Regions from separate parts of the Sus scrofa genome. Here regions 2, 3, 4 and 5 are each linked to region 1. A link is a contact called in public HiChIP or PLAC-seq data. All regions are on one chromosome and are shown on one strand. The core of a region is the stretch at or near the end of the contact, and the rest is flanking DNA. Distances in the headings are between cores, read along the strand shown. Region 1 overlaps RAD51B (DNA repair protein RAD51 homolog 2). Region 2 overlaps LOC100513604 (a long non-coding RNA gene). Region 3 holds the start of ZFP36L1 (mRNA decay activator protein ZFP36L1). Region 4 has its middle 18 kb from the start of ZFP36L1. Region 5 has its middle 63 kb from the start of ZFP36L1.

The links. HiChIP or PLAC-seq counts read pairs in DNA pulled down with a chosen protein or histone mark.
Region 2: a contact with region 1 is called in an H3K27ac HiChIP or PLAC-seq map of alveolar macrophages. The contact joins two enhancer-like sites. A contact is called at or near these places in 2 of 2 datasets of contacts at active chromatin or transcription factors (alveolar macrophages and skeletal muscle).
Region 3: a contact with region 1 is called in an H3K27ac HiChIP or PLAC-seq map of alveolar macrophages. The contact joins the promoter of ZFP36L1 here to the enhancer-like site in region 1. A contact is called at or near these places in 3 of 5 promoter capture datasets (fetal skeletal muscle, liver and skeletal muscle), 4 of 47 Hi-C or Micro-C datasets (embryonic fibroblasts, fetal skeletal muscle, retroperitoneal adipose tissue and 1 more) and 2 of 2 datasets of contacts at active chromatin or transcription factors (alveolar macrophages and skeletal muscle).
Region 4: an H3K27ac HiChIP or PLAC-seq map of alveolar macrophages shows a contact between it and region 1. The contact joins two enhancer-like sites. A contact is called at or near these places in 3 of 47 Hi-C or Micro-C datasets (embryonic fibroblasts, liver and retroperitoneal adipose tissue) and 2 of 2 datasets of contacts at active chromatin or transcription factors (alveolar macrophages and skeletal muscle).
Region 5: an H3K27ac HiChIP or PLAC-seq map of alveolar macrophages shows a contact between it and region 1. The contact joins two enhancer-like sites. A contact is called at or near these places in 1 of 47 Hi-C or Micro-C datasets (liver) and 2 of 2 datasets of contacts at active chromatin or transcription factors (alveolar macrophages and skeletal muscle).

Annotation. Positions count from the first base shown.
Region 1 is chr7:92,286,864-92,289,666 of Sscrofa11.1, forward strand. The region is part of intron 11 of RAD51B (DNA repair protein RAD51 homolog 2); the gene reads left to right. Among named protein-coding and RNA genes, the nearest start is that of ZFP36L1, 210 kb to the right of the region's middle. Within about 2 kb of position 1,393, at least 11 of the 83 cell types and tissues checked have an H3K27ac peak or open chromatin away from gene starts, as enhancers often do. A contact at or near this core is called in alveolar macrophages, fetal skeletal muscle and skeletal muscle, where this site is marked.
Region 2 is chr7:92,514,536-92,517,338 of Sscrofa11.1, forward strand. It overlaps LOC100513604 (a long non-coding RNA gene), which reads right to left. Exons shown (of 2, transcript XR_002345988.1): 2 at 1,969-2,733. Among named protein-coding and RNA genes, the nearest start is that of ZFP36L1, 20 kb to the left of the region's middle. Within about 2 kb of position 1,371, at least 42 of the 83 cell types and tissues checked have an H3K27ac peak or open chromatin away from gene starts, as enhancers often do. A contact at or near this core is called in alveolar macrophages, where this site is marked.
Region 3 is chr7:92,494,393-92,497,195 of Sscrofa11.1, forward strand. ZFP36L1 (mRNA decay activator protein ZFP36L1) reads right to left here and starts at 1,472. Exons shown (of 2, transcript XM_013989124.2): 1 at 979-1,472. The coding sequence starts at 1,035.
Region 4 is chr7:92,476,928-92,479,730 of Sscrofa11.1, forward strand. No RefSeq gene overlaps it. Among named protein-coding and RNA genes, the nearest start is that of ZFP36L1, 18 kb to the right of the region's middle. Within about 2 kb of position 1,349, at least 8 of the 83 cell types and tissues checked have an H3K27ac peak or open chromatin away from gene starts, as enhancers often do. A contact at or near this core is called in alveolar macrophages, where this site is marked.
Region 5 is chr7:92,431,706-92,434,508 of Sscrofa11.1, forward strand. No RefSeq gene overlaps it. Among named protein-coding and RNA genes, the nearest start is that of ZFP36L1, 63 kb to the right of the region's middle. Within about 2 kb of position 1,411, at least 10 of the 83 cell types and tissues checked have an H3K27ac peak or open chromatin away from gene starts, as enhancers often do. A contact at or near this core is called in alveolar macrophages, where this site is marked.

The sequences.
Region 1 (2,803 bases), core at 143-2,642:
GAGCCAGGATTAGAATCCCGGCTTATGACTCAGAGCCCAGAATCTCCACCAGGATGCTCACCTGCCTGTCTATAGGAATAACAATACTACCTTGACAAAAACTCCCACATTTACAGGGTACTTGCCACCTGCCAGATACTGATCAAAGTACTTGATATGCTTTCACTTAATCATTGCCCTGAAACTCTATTTGCTTTTGGTCCATTGTACAGATGAGGAAACTGAGGCACAGAGCATTTTGACTTTGATTTCCTTCAGCAAATGTAAACTGAGCACCTCTCGTATGTTAGGCATTGCACTAGGGGCTCTGTGTGGGACCCAGAGTCAAAGAAGGCATCGCTCTTATCCTCTGGATATCAGCAAGGTCCATGGCCATGACCAACATAATGGGCTTGGGTGGGATCCCAGAACTTGAAAAGGGGGATGGTAAAAATAGGGCATTCTAAGGAATCACAGACGAGATGAGCACATCAGGACATCTCCAAAGCAGGAACCCAAGCACAGGAACAAGACAGAATCCTGTTGTCACGCTGGGGGCCACCATCAGATATGGACCAGCAGCCTGTCAGAACCAGAGCCCCTTTATTCTGCCTGTGGTGTGGCCTTAAGAGCAGGACTCCAGAGCCAAGCTGCCAGCTGTGTGACCCTGGGCAAGTTAATGAACCTTCCTGGGCCTAAGTATCCTCACCTGGAAAATAGAAATACTAACAGTGCCCACGTCATAGAGCTGTGAGAACTCAGTGAGTTAGTACATGAGATGCCTTTAGAACAGGGCCTGGCCTGTGGTTGGCTCTCAAGCTCCATCAGCCCATGATCCCATTGGCTCCTTGAGGCTCAGGCAGGCAGAAGCTTCAGGCAGGGACCAAATCATCCCAGCAGTAGAGAGAAGAAAACTGTAGAAGGGACCAGTTAGGGCCAGTCCTTGTAGGTTTTGGAGAGAGGGAAGGGAAATCTGATGGGACGGAGAAGGAATTCACAACTTTAATATGACAGGTTGGCAACAGGGCATTGGGTTCTTCCTCTTTATTTATTTATTTGGTCTTTTTGTCTTTTCTATGGCTGCTCCCATGGGCATATGGAAGTTCCCAGGCTATGGGTTGAATCGGAGCTGTAGCTGCCAGCCTACACCACAGCCACAGCAATGTGGGATCCGAGCTGCATCTGACCTACACCACAGCTCACGGCAATGCCAGATCCTTAACCCACTGAGTGAGGCCAGGGATCAAACCCGCAACCTCATGGTTCCTAGTCGGATTCGTTAACCACTGAGCCACGACGGGAACTCCGGTTTCTTCATTCTTAACTGCCAGAGGCCAAGGGGCAAGTGCCTGGCATCTGGGCTGGTTGGTCATAGGGCACTTCTCTGGGCTGGCATTTAGAGTGGCACCACTGTTGTGCAATTGTGGGCATGCAGAGAGGCTCCTTCTGCCTTTGCACAGCTTCTCAGTCCCCCAGGACAGGACTATTGGTCTATACCCAGCATCCTTTCTCTAAACTTCTCCAACCTCAATCTCTGGCTTGGAAGAAAGACGGGGCTAACTGGGGTGCTGGTGGAAGGTAGCCATGTTCTGTTGCAGTAAATCTTTCCTAGAAGCCCTGCCTGCTTTCCTAGAAGAGGAGACAGCTGAGCTCATCAGCTTGGGCTGGACGGCCCAGAAAGAATCCTTTCCAACCCCCAGAAGACCCCTCCACAGCTTGGGAAAGGAAAGGCTCACTGGTGTGCTTTGTGTGTGGACGTGGAACTGTCAGCCTGGGCAGGGGTGTCTGGTGACAGAGCAGAGCAGCTGAGGAGGAAGGACAGCCTTTTGGAGGTGGGACAGCATGTTTGCCTAAGGGGAATCTTGTGATTCACCCAGCTCCCCACCCCCACTGTCTTTAGTGCTCCCGCTCCAGGACTTTTCATATGCATTAGAGACTGCAATTTCCTCTCCCAGAAACCCGTTCAATTGTGAGTGAGTGTGCGCATGCATCAGTATTCTTTCCCACCTATTTTTAATTTCTTTGCACATCTCACCCACCATGTGCGTTCCCATGACAGTCCCCTTGAACTCATTCTCTCTCCATGAGGTCTTCCTCTAGAGGCCTCTTCCGGAAGACTCAGGGCTTCAGGAGGCGGCAAGAGGGTCTCAGACTTTGCCTCGAAATGAGAAGTTCTTCCTTCACAGTCTTATCACCCAAAGGCTGCTGGACACGTGCGTGGGGCCTCGGGGATGAAAAGGGGGTGATGGTGTGGCCGGTGACTGCTCATCTGCCCCACCCGGACCCAACGTCCCCGGCCCGCAGCCCCTGCCCCTCCCCCTCAGGGCACATTTCCCCTCTGGCTTCTTCTGGGCTAAGGTGCCAGGGATATGAAACTGGAGGTGTCTAAGGCACACCCCCCACCCCCATGCAGCAGCTTGAGTTTCTTGACGTTGAGCTGAACTGGGAACACATGACCTAGATTTTGCCCCAGATTCTCAACTGGGAGTTTGCTCAGTGCTCTCCTCTGACCAGGCCAAGCATAGGACAAACTCCTTGGCATGTTGGGAACCCTGGGCCTTTGCACTATTCCCCCTTCAAGATCATCTACTCTAATGAAGCAGAACGGCAACACGGAAAATGCTAGAACATGGAAGAGGATCCAAAATGATGGATGAGTCAGTCCAGAATGCATGCTTCCGGTTCCCTCTGCAGATTTACCCTTGCTAATTACACGCTTCCACAGCTATTACAATAATCTCGCCTCTCCTGTCGAAAAGATGACCAGGTCAAAAGAGAACCAGTTAAGGGATGCTATTTGGTCTGAAAGAATGCCTCCGTGAAG
Region 2 (2,803 bases), core at 121-2,620, 230 kb after region 1:
TAGAGCAGGCATGATGGCCTCCAGACACCAGGGGGCAGCACAATACACCCTCCAGGGTCAGAGGCACCCACCAAAGGGGACTTGGCAACAGACATGCTTCCAAAAACAAAGCTAAGTAGCCAGGGCATGCAGAGGGAGAGACCCCAGAGAGGCAGACTGCCCACTGAGCCAGCTCATAAGTTTTTGCCACTTGCCCACAGGCAACTGTGAGTAGCTTCCTGCAAGACAAGCTTCAGCCGGAAGCCAGTGTGACTTCAGGTGAGGGACCCACAGGCTACAGGGCTGGCAGGGACTGGAGAGGAGTCCAGGTCTACTTTCTTTGGGTTCTTGCTCTAGAACCTCCTCCCAAGCAGATGAAAGGTTTGTCTCGTCCTCGCCTGCTGCACATCTGCTCATTCCACCACCCACTGAACCCCTGGGCATGTTTTCTGTGCCTTCATCCCAAGCAAGAAACAGAAAGCGGGGTGGGGGAGCCCAAGACAAAGTTCTAAGGTTCTCAAAAGTCCTTAGGCTTGGGGACCTTTGAAATCCAAGTGTGGGATTATTCCAAGCTTGCAGAAAGCCCCCCACCCCCAGCTCCAGGGGAGAAAGCAGTCTCTGTGGGGAGACCTTGAGTGCTGGGCTAGGAGCCGTGGCTTTGGAGCCACAATGCTTGGGTTCAAATCCCAGCTCAGCTATTTACCAGCTCTGTGACACCGGGCAGGTACTTAACCCTCTGTGCCCCCATTTCCTGTTCTGTAAAATGAGGGTAACAACTGCTTCCAAGAGCAGTGAGTTACAGTGTGGGAAAGCATTTGAAGAAAAGGCCTTCACATGTTCAAATGTTCGTAGACCGCAGCTTAGAACCAGGCAGAGCGCTGCTCACAGCACAGCCCAAAGCCCCAAAGGTCTGGGCTTCTTTCCATCAGAATGCAGTTCACAGAGCCCATCGGGCTGTGGAGGCTGCCTGGAGCAGAGGCCCTGTGTCTGGAGTGGGTTTCACTAGGGTGTCCCTGGAGAGGTGGAGCAGGAAGGAGGTACCCAGTCCAGCCCTCCTGAGCCCACTGTGGGTTTTGTGCAGGACAAGCAGAAGACACCACTCAGATCTAAGCTGGGCTTGTTAAAACTCTTCAGCCAGAGGCTGAGAGGCAGGCTGGCCGTCCTGTAGGGACAGCACACCCCCTCTCCAGCCCCCTGTCCCTGGGCAGGCCTGGGGAAGGCCAGCTTGCAGAGGCCAGGCCTGCACCAGAGGGTGTGAGGAGCCTGCCAGCCTCAGAGCAGCGCTGGGCTTCCCTGGGATGCAGAGGGATGGGGAGGAAAGAGTTAAGCCACTTTGGGCTCCCGAGGGCGGCTCTGCAGCTATAAACAGTGAGCCGAGGGAGGGAGGGAGCTGCCACAGGATGTGGCCAGGGCTCGAGCTGTCTGATTATTAACTTCACTTTTATTTGGAGGGGGATTCGATTCTCTGTTTTACTTCCCATCAAGGAAGTGAAAGCCCAGGTCTCAGAGGGGCCTGATTTCAAATTGTTTTGTCACAGCTCATTTATTTTTCCTCTTAAATAAATAAACAAAACCACCTCTTTGTTTTCCCCTTAATGAGCCTTCAGCAAATCATCTGTGAGTGAGGCATGAAAGGGGTTTTCTGGAGTCCTTCATGGGGCACGCTGGCTTTTTCTTTTAAAAGGAAAAGAAAAAAAAGAGTCTTCCTTGAGCTTTGGCCTTCTCCAAGACTCTCCAGGCACCTTCTTTTCTACCTCATCCTGAGATCTCAGCCTGAAATCATGACCTCAAACCCAGCCAGAGGCACAGGCCTTCCTTGGCTGGCTGCTCCTTGGGGACTGGCCTGCTGCCTGCCATCCCATGTCACAGGCTCCGACCCCAAGGCCACACAGTGTGGAGCCCTGTGGTTCGTCCCCTTGGTAGAGCTTGGACCCATGGTTTTTGTTCCTATGGCACCCAGACGTTTCCATTAAAAATAACAAAGCAATTAAACACACAAAAGGATTCCATGACAGGGCTTAAGAAAACACCATTACATGTTTCTTTGCTCAAGGTTCAAAATGTTTGGGAAGTTGTTTACAACACCAAAACCCATTCAATAATTTCATGATTCTCTTGCAACCACCCTTTCTGGAATGACCCACTTGTGCAAGGCACCATGGGGGATGCAAAGACCACCGTCACACTGTCCCCACCCTCCAGGTGCCCACAATTCAGTGGGGGGAGGGTGCAGAGAAGAAAAGAGGAGAGTTCCACAGCAGAGGCCAACTGGCACTACAGGTGGGCAGGGACGGAAAAGACAGGCGCTGCTGAAAACAAAGAGGGGAGTATGGAGGAAGGCTTCCTGGTGGAGCTGATATTTAAGCTGGACCTTGAAGGGCTGATATTTAGAAGCAAGAATATTCTGGAAGCTGAGAAGTACCCAATCACAGAGAGCCAAGATCAATGTATGAACCAGATCAGGTATAAGACCACAGGGGCAGCGGGCCCAGCAAGTCCTCTGGCTCCTTGAATGGCAAAGTCCTCACGTGGAGAGGGCCTGAAAGGGGTGACTACTTGGATTCTGCTCCAGCCTGCTTGTCCTTGACCCGGCTTGGAGACTGGCAGCCTGTGAAGAAGCTGCACTGCATGCTGTGAGCAACACCATAGGACACTTGGATACACGCTTGTCTGGGATCCAGGCGCTCAGCTTGCCCCAAACACCTGATGACCACTAGCAGCTACGTCTGCTGCCCGCGGCTTTCTGCTCCTGGCCTATGAGGCAAGAAGAAAGGAGCGGACTGGAATAAAGCCAATTCCCTTACAAAAGCTCCCGGGGAGGTGC
Region 3 (2,803 bases), core at 222-2,721, 210 kb after region 1:
TAGCCTAGCAGCTTCCCTCTTTCAAATTGTGGAGGAGGCGAAAAAAATTTAAGTCATGGGCTTTTGTTGTGTACACTTAAGCCGCACTCCTGGAACACTCGGGATTTAAAACTTGCCTTTTTCCACACCGGCTGGCAAGCTACACGGCTTAAGGAGGCCCCTATTATATCCTTCCTCGCGGAGACCCTTGAACTCAAACAGGAGTTTCGTTGTCGGTACCCCCCCGCCCAATTCCCTCTACATCTACGAGTCGCGGTCCCTTGGGAAAAAAAAGGTGAGCGAGTCCCACGTTCGCCCAAAGTCTGCAGGAGATCGGCTATCACAGGAGGAAGCCTGGCCGAACTGTGGCGAGCTGAAGTCCCACTGCAAACTCGTTTTGCAACATCCTTTGAATCACAACTCTTGGCCTTTTTCTCGCAGATCCCCAGCCTCTCCAGAACAGAAGGGGACACATCCCAGCAAAACACTGTCCTGAGATTTACCTCTCCACCGGACCCCCACTTCCCGAGCCGCAGTCCGGCAATGTGGCTGGAGAGACTCGAACCCCCTCCCGGCAGCGGTGTCGCCCGGCAGCGGCGACACCCTGAGCGCTCACAGGGAAACCGAGCCCACTACCGAAACCGGGCTCAAAAGCAGCACGTTATGGACGAATGAATCACCGAAAAAAAGAAAAAAAAAAAAAACTGCCCCGGTCAATGCCCCGCGTCCCCCGGGCAGCCCCACGTAAACTTCGCCCCTCAAAACTCTGGACTCCAGATTCCCATGTAATCCCCGCCAGGAGCTGCTGAAATTCAAAGGATGGGAAGGAAAGCGCCAAATTCCTTCAAACTGGGGGGCGAAATGGGGCGGAAAAAACAACTACCTCGCCTCTCCTCGCTTTTTCCCAGTCTTCCCAGACCTAAACTTTGGGGGGTTCTTTTGGCAGACAAGAGAAAAAAGAAAAAGGCTTAGAAAAGTAAATGCTCCGCCCCACTTTACCTTGCATAAAACTTCGCTCAAGTCGAAGATGGTGGCAGACACAAGGGTGGTAGTCATCCTGGGCGCTCGCACGGGGCAGGGACGAGGATCTGGTTTGTTGTGAAGGTCCCGGTGCGGGGAAGGCTCTCCGGTCTGGAGTCCCACACGCCTGCTCCCGGCGCCCCTCGCCTTTCTGACTCTCCCCGGCTGCGGCGCGCGAAGCCCAATTTATATAAGTTTCAGATTTGGTGGGCCGGAGAAGAGGGAGGAGCTTTAAACTTATTTAAATGAGGAAGAGGAGGAAAAAAAGTTGATTGACACTGAAGTTGAATCAGCCATGCGGTCAAACTCGGGGGAAAAAAAAAAAGAAAGAAACTTTCAAAAGGAAGAAGGGGGAGGGGAGACGAGGAAAGAAGGCAAAGAAGAAAAAAAAAAAAACCCACTGCGAGCTGCGCACAACTTTTTTTCTTAAAGAGGAAAAGTTTCGACTCCGCTCGCTTGGCTACCCCTCGCTGCAGGCGCCCCTCTCTGGGGCGGTGCGCCGCGCGGGGGGAGGAGGGGAGCCCCCCCCTTTGTCAGCCTGCGAGCGCGGCTCTGTGACATCACTCATTCCACCCTCTTCGGGGTTCTTGTTGTTGTGTTGTTGTTTTTTTGTCGGGCAGGAAGGCGGGCTCGACTTTCTCTTTTTGCAAGCTGGAGCAGAAGCCCGTCCTTAGCGCCCGGGCTGCGGTTTCCATCTTGAGCAGATCTCCCTTGAAACTTCTCCAAGTACCCGCATAACTTACTCTTTCCCCGAGTTTTCTTTCGCACTCGGCTCCCCTCCGCAAACCCCACGGGGAGAGGAGATTGAAAATAAGAAGCTCACAAAGCGTTCAAGTTTAGGGTTTTGTTTTTTTTCAGGGGCGGGGATGGGGGTTGAGAGAGGAGGATTAGGAGACTTTTTTCCCCCCAGGAGGCCCTGGCCTGGCGGGGACGAGCACAGAGCGATTTAGCCCGCCGCACGCGTCTACACCCGCGATCGCTTTGCAGCGGACACCCTCCGAGAGTGGACTGGAGGGGTGGGGGGGGCGGGTTGTTAGCGAAAAGACCACGGCCCTGGCGGATTGTTTTAACAGGCTTGGGAGTGTATTTATTTCACACATCGATCTTTAAACGTTTTTGTAAAGAAAACCCGAATCCTCATGAGCGCCTCTTCTCCTCCTCGGAGGGAAAAAAAAAACCCACCCAGCAAGGCACAACTTTCCCCGCGCACTCTGAACCACGGGCCGCGCCGAAACTACCCCTACCAACACACATGCGCGCGCACACACACACACACGCACACACACACACACATACACCTAAACCACTGAACAAGGAAAAAAAAGTTGCTTTGGTAAAATAAAGGTAAAGAGATGGAGGAAGGCGACACTTTTAACTTATTGTTGCTTCTCCCCCGCCCCCAGGGGAACGGAACATATGGCTTGTCACAGTGAGCTGTTTTGGCGGGATGGGAGGAGGGGGGATATGGGATCCTCGAAACCGAAATGCCCCAATTGATTATTATGCTTTTGAAAACTGGGAAGTATATATTTATTTACTGTTAAGTTCAGATGCCCCTTCACCCACCCAAATAAAAAGTTGTCAACGTGTGCCCCACTGCCCACGGGTTGCTGGCGAGAAGACCGTGATGGAAATCTTGGGGCCGCATTTCTTTCCTATTTCCCCGCGTGCCCGGACGCCTCCTTGGCCCTCGCACGTTTCTTCCCAGCACTCGAGGCGGCCGGGTCTGTTATGAAACCCTGTGCGCTGAGTGGCTAAGAGCGGGTTCCATTGCGATGTAATTAGGTCACCCCATTATGAGCAC
Region 4 (2,803 bases), core at 99-2,598, 190 kb after region 1:
ATAGAGAGGAGTTCCCTTGTGGCTCAGTGGGTTAAGGACCTGGCATTGTCACTACTATGGCTCTGGTTAGAGCTGCGGTGTGGGTTCGATCCCTGGCCTGGGAACTTCCACATGCAGCGAGTATGACTAAAAAAGAGAAAGAGAGAGAGAGAAATATTTCTCCATCATCAGCAGGAGGGGAAGGCTCAGTCAGTCCTGGGGACTTATAGGGAGTGGGGAGGACTGGGGCAGGCTGGAGAACACAAGCCCCATCTTAAAAGAAACTGATGAGAGCTCTCTTATGGCATGGCAGGTTAAGGAGCCAGCATTTTCATCGCAGCAGCTTGGGTCACTGCTGTGGTGCTGGTTTGATCCCTGGCCTGAGCACTTCCACTTGCTGCAGGTGTGGCCAAAAAAAAAGAAACTGACTCTACCTAGATCCACATGACTGATGCTACAGTGGACTCCAAAGGGGAATTGGAGTCTTAGATAGTCAGATATCCCAGTGTTTCAAGAGATGCCAGATAAATGAATCATTACTTTAAAAATCTCTTGATTTTTAAGTGTTGGCTCAAAAATATTTAGAAATATTATGTAGGAGTTCCCATCGTGGCTCAGTGGTTAATGAATCTGACTAGGAACCATGAGGTTGCGGGTTCGATCCCTGCCCTTGCTCAGTGGGTTAAGGATCCGGCGTTGCCATGAGCTGTGGTGTAGGTTGCAGATGCAGCTCGGATCCCGAGTTGCTGTGGCTCTGGCATAGGCCGACGGCTACAGCTCCGATTCAACCCCTAGCCTGGGAACTTCCATATGCACTGGAGCGGCTCAAGAAATGGCAAAAAGACGAGAGAGAGAGAGAGAGAGAGAGAGAGAGAGAGAGAGAGAGAGAGGGAGGGAGGGAGGGAGGGAGGGAGAGAGGGAGGGAGAGAGAGAGAGAGAGAAAGAAAAAAAAAGAAAGAAAGAAAGAAAGGAAGATTGTGTAGAGCACAGTACATTTAATGGGTCCACAGGCTAACTCAAACCCATAGGTGTGGAGTTCCCACTGTGGTGCAGTGGGTTAAGAATCTGACTAGTATCCATGAGGATTCGCGTTCAATCCCTGGCCTTGCTCAGTGGATTAAAAGATCCAGCAGTGTGGCAAGCTGCGATGTAAGTCATAGACGCAGCTTGGATCTGGCATCGCTGTGTCTGTGACATAGGCCAGCAACTGTAGCTCTGATTTGACCCCTAGCCTGGGAACTTCCATATGCCACCACGGCCCTAAAAAGACAAAAATAAAAAAAAAGAAGAAGAAGAATCTGACTGCAGTCTCTCAGGTCCCTGAGGAGGTGTGGGTTCACTTCCCAGACCAGTGCAATGGGGTAAAGTATCTGGCATTGCCACGGCACAGCTGTGACTCATATCCAGTCTCCGGCCCAGAAACTTCCATATGCCACAGCTATGACCTCTATAAAAAAAAAAAAAAAAATAGGCCATGACCTTGAGGCCTCCCCATCCTTTGCTCACCTCTAGGTCTCTGCAGTCTGAGCTTCATGACACAGGCCCGCCACCCTACATAGACCCAGTGGGCACCATTCACATTCAATTCCTTAAGACTTGTGGCTCAGAGCAGGAGCAGGAGCCCTGCCATACCCCCAGAGTCCTGCCAGTAGAGGGAGGTAAGCAAGCCTTTGTCCAGAAAGAGGCTGGCTCTCGCCAATCTCCCCTTTCTGATTCACTGGCACTAAATGTACCAGCCAATGGGCAGAGCTTCACAAGCCTCTGTCCCGTAATTATCTCAAGCTTGTCTTTTCTTCTATCCATACAGAACGCTATCAAAGTACAAAACCCAGTCTTGCTAACTGATGGTTTCACTCGTTTATGTCTTGTCTCCCCAACTAAAATGTAAACATTTTGAATAAGGATCGCATTTTATGTCTTTTCGAGCCACGTAGCACGACTGAATTAGTATTCGATCCCTAGCTGCAAGCTGACTGCTTCAGCACAGAGGTAACCCTGAATTTGTTGCTACTGTGAGTAGCATTTGGGTAACACTTCAGGACACAGAAGAAATCTTTTCCAGGCAACTGGAATAGGGGCCAGTCCTAAATTTATCTTAAAAAAAAAAAAAATTAAATCACCAGCTATGTGCTGTCCATGTCAGCAAAGACCAGCCATAAAGCACAATCCTGCAGCAGAGGGTGTTTTAACATTGTCACTAAGAGTCACTTGTTTTGTCTTGTCTTGTCTTTTTAGGGCCACACCTGCAGTATATGGAAGGTTCCAGGCCAGGGGTCAAATTGGAGCTATAGCTGCTGGCCTATACCACAGCCACAGCAACATGGAATCTGAGCTGCATCTGCCACCTATACCACAGCTCACGGCAGCACCGGATCCTTGACCCAGTGAACAATGCCAGGGATTGAACCTGCATCCTTATGGATACTAGTTAGGTTCGTTACCACTGAGCCATGACAGGAACTCCCAAGAGTAGCTTATTTTTAATTTTCTTACCAGTGAAATGGACTCATCTAGGCCTGCTAGCCTTTTCTCCCAAAAAGGCCAGGAAGAAGAAAGAATGCAGGCACCATCTCCACTTACAAAATATATTTAAAATTAGAATATTAGGTGTGTTGAGGCTGGGCGCACTGTTAGGTGGTTAAATATATCAGAAAAAGAATCCTCCATGGTTAATTTGTGCCCGGCTTGAACTATCTGTATTTAACCTGGCACTTATTTAATTAAATAGCCCGTTGCCTTGGGGTCACCCTGTAGTCTTGGTAATTTGTTAGGCGGAAGAAAACAATCCATGGTCTCCCGTACTTACTCTCCTCTTCGCAAGGCT
Region 5 (2,803 bases), core at 161-2,660, 140 kb after region 1:
GTACATAATGCATGGATGTGTGCAGTGGAAATGTTTTAGTAAAATTTCAGCCCTTTTCACCATTCACACACGCAGCTGCATCTCTGGTTCCCCCTGTAAATCCTACTGACCCGGGGTCCCACACTACTACAGGTCCATCCTTCCTCTTAGTGTGGTAAGACTACATTTTCAGGAAGCTGTCGGGCAGAGTGAGGCAACTCGAGGCTCTGAAGAAGCATCTACGTGCCTTTTAGGGTCAGAGTTTAACCTCCTCCCCTCCCCAGGAATTTCCCAGCATGCAGACAGGCCTTGAGATTGCAGATGGAAGGGTGAGTCAAGCCAGGACTCAGCACCCTTGAGCCTGACCATGGCACCCCTCACGTCATCCCACATTCCCTCTCTGCGTCTGGTCCAAGTACATGGAGCCCCAAGCCCCTACACCTCAAGCTGTGCTCCCCAGCCCAGTATCACATGCCAAGCCAGAACTGACACTGGGCCCAAGGTCTCTGAGAGCTCAGCACTGCTTGCAGTCCTAAACCAGGACATCTCAGAGGTGGGCCCCATGCCACATAGCCCAGCGTCGACTGTGCATTGGACCATCTATATTCTTTTTTTTTTTTTTTTTTTTTTCAGTTTTCCTTAAGACAAACTGCTGGCCTTTGGGAGACTGGCCAGAGTTAAGGTGGAGCTTCAATGTGGCCATTTTCACAGCCCCAGCAAAACCCTTGGTTGGTGCCAAATTCTCGTCCAGTTGAATAGAATGGAGGAAAGCTGACCAACCCATCGGAATAATAATAGCTAATACTTAACAGAGTGATCACACATCAAGACTGCTCTAAATGTTTTCTGTGCATTAATTTGTCTTCATCTCACATGCTCATCCTCTACAGTAAGAGCTATTATTTTTCTATTTTATAGTTGAGGAAACCAGAGTAAGGTTGCAAACCTAACAATCCCAAGTGTCTCAACTACCGCCTCCCCAAGGGTGGAAGCCTAGAGGGTTTGCCCAGGGTCCCCTCCCACAACCCCATGTCCACACTGCAGCATCACCGGGCTTATGTGCTAAGAGAAGAAAGATGCAGGGGCCCCTCCAGAAGCTTAAGAGGTAGGCATGTGGTTTAATGGGGCAGATGTGGCTTAAGAGTCAAGACTCCCAGATTTCCATCTAGCTCGCCCTTCATCCACACGAATATTGCCAACTGTTCCAGCTCCTAAACTCCACCCCCTCCTTGGTCAGGCACGAGGTCTCCCTGACCTCCCAGGTCCCTTCATAGAATCCCCAGATTCTGTGAGGAATGGTGACAGGCAGCCCGAGTTGGCAGGAGGATGGACCAGACAAGGCAAGCCTGACCTGTCACCACTCAATCCACACATGAACCTTAGTGTGCACGTTTCAGTGTTTGGGGAACTATGTGTTCTTTTGAAATGTGTCTGTTTGGGTCATGAGTAAGTATTGGGGCAGAGGCAATGGGCTCCTTTTTCCAGTTAATGAAGTGAAGCTTTATGGAGGAAGATTTTCTTAGTCACATTTCCTGTTTCACACTGACCTTTAAAAAGGAAACCCACAAGTAAACCAGTGCCAAGGCCTGCTTATAAGATCTACCCACAGGTATAACAAAGATGAGCTAAATAAAGACCAGTGGGCCAAGCTTAACCTGAATCAGTGGAAATAGTAAGACACTAAGAGGGTCTGATGGGTGAGATAAAGGGGATGGTGGCGCTCAGTGAATTGCAAAAAAAAAAAAAAAAAAAAAAAAAAAAAAAAAAAAAAAAAGCAATGACATGTAAGAGGTTTCTCTTACATTTGACATGTGTTCAACAGGGATCCAGGCAGAGAGGCTGAGATAAAGGGGACGGTGGTGCTCTGTGAACTGCAAAAAAGACTTTGACACGTAAAAGATTTTTCTTGCATTTGAACACTCGTTCAACAGGGATCCAGGCAGAGAGGCAGAGAGAGACCATGTCACAATCTTGTCATTGTACTTAGGGCTTAGCCTCTTGTTATAAAACGGAGGCTCTAAAAATTAAGAAAGATGCTTGGAGTGATTTCAAAAGAAGGCATGGGAATTGCCTCTGTGGCGCAATGGAATTGGTGGTGACTTGGGGGTGCTGAGACGCAGGTTCGATCCCCAGCCCGGCACAGTGGGTTGAGGATCTGGCATTGCCGCAGCTGTAGCTTCAGTCACGACTGCGGCTCAGATCTGCTCCCTGGTCCAGGAACTCCATATGCCGCGGGGCGGCCAAAAAAGAAAAGAGGGAGGAAGGAAGGAAGGAAAGATGGAAGAGAAGGAATGATGGTGGGTGGTGGAATTCGTTATAGGAATCAAAATTATCCAGCCTGGTGAGAAAAGGACCAAGAGGTATCTCAGGAACTGGAAAGCTGGTGACATCTGGTGATTTGATGGATGATGGTTGAGGTGCATTTCTGCAACTGTGGCTACAGAATGAGAGGCCCACACAGGAGCATCTCGGAATGTTCAAGGATGTGTTGAAGGTGACCGAAGGGCGGAGTGGGTTCCCAAGGCCAGGGACGGCCCCACCTTCGTTCGCCAGGGGAGCTGGACCATCAGGGTTCAGAGCCTAAGAAGTCCTGTGAGATGAAGGCTACCAGCCACCATCGCTCAGTACGTCCACTCAAGGAAAATGCCGCAGCATAGAGTTTAGGTTTGGAAAGCTTTGTTTTGTTTTAAACAAGGAGGCCTGGAATTGGACTGAGGAGGGAAAGAAAAAAAAAATAAAAGTCAGGCAAAGGAAGCGGTGATAACATTAGCAAAAATGAGGCAGAAAATACGGGCAGGATGGACAGGCAATGATCCAGAGAGGA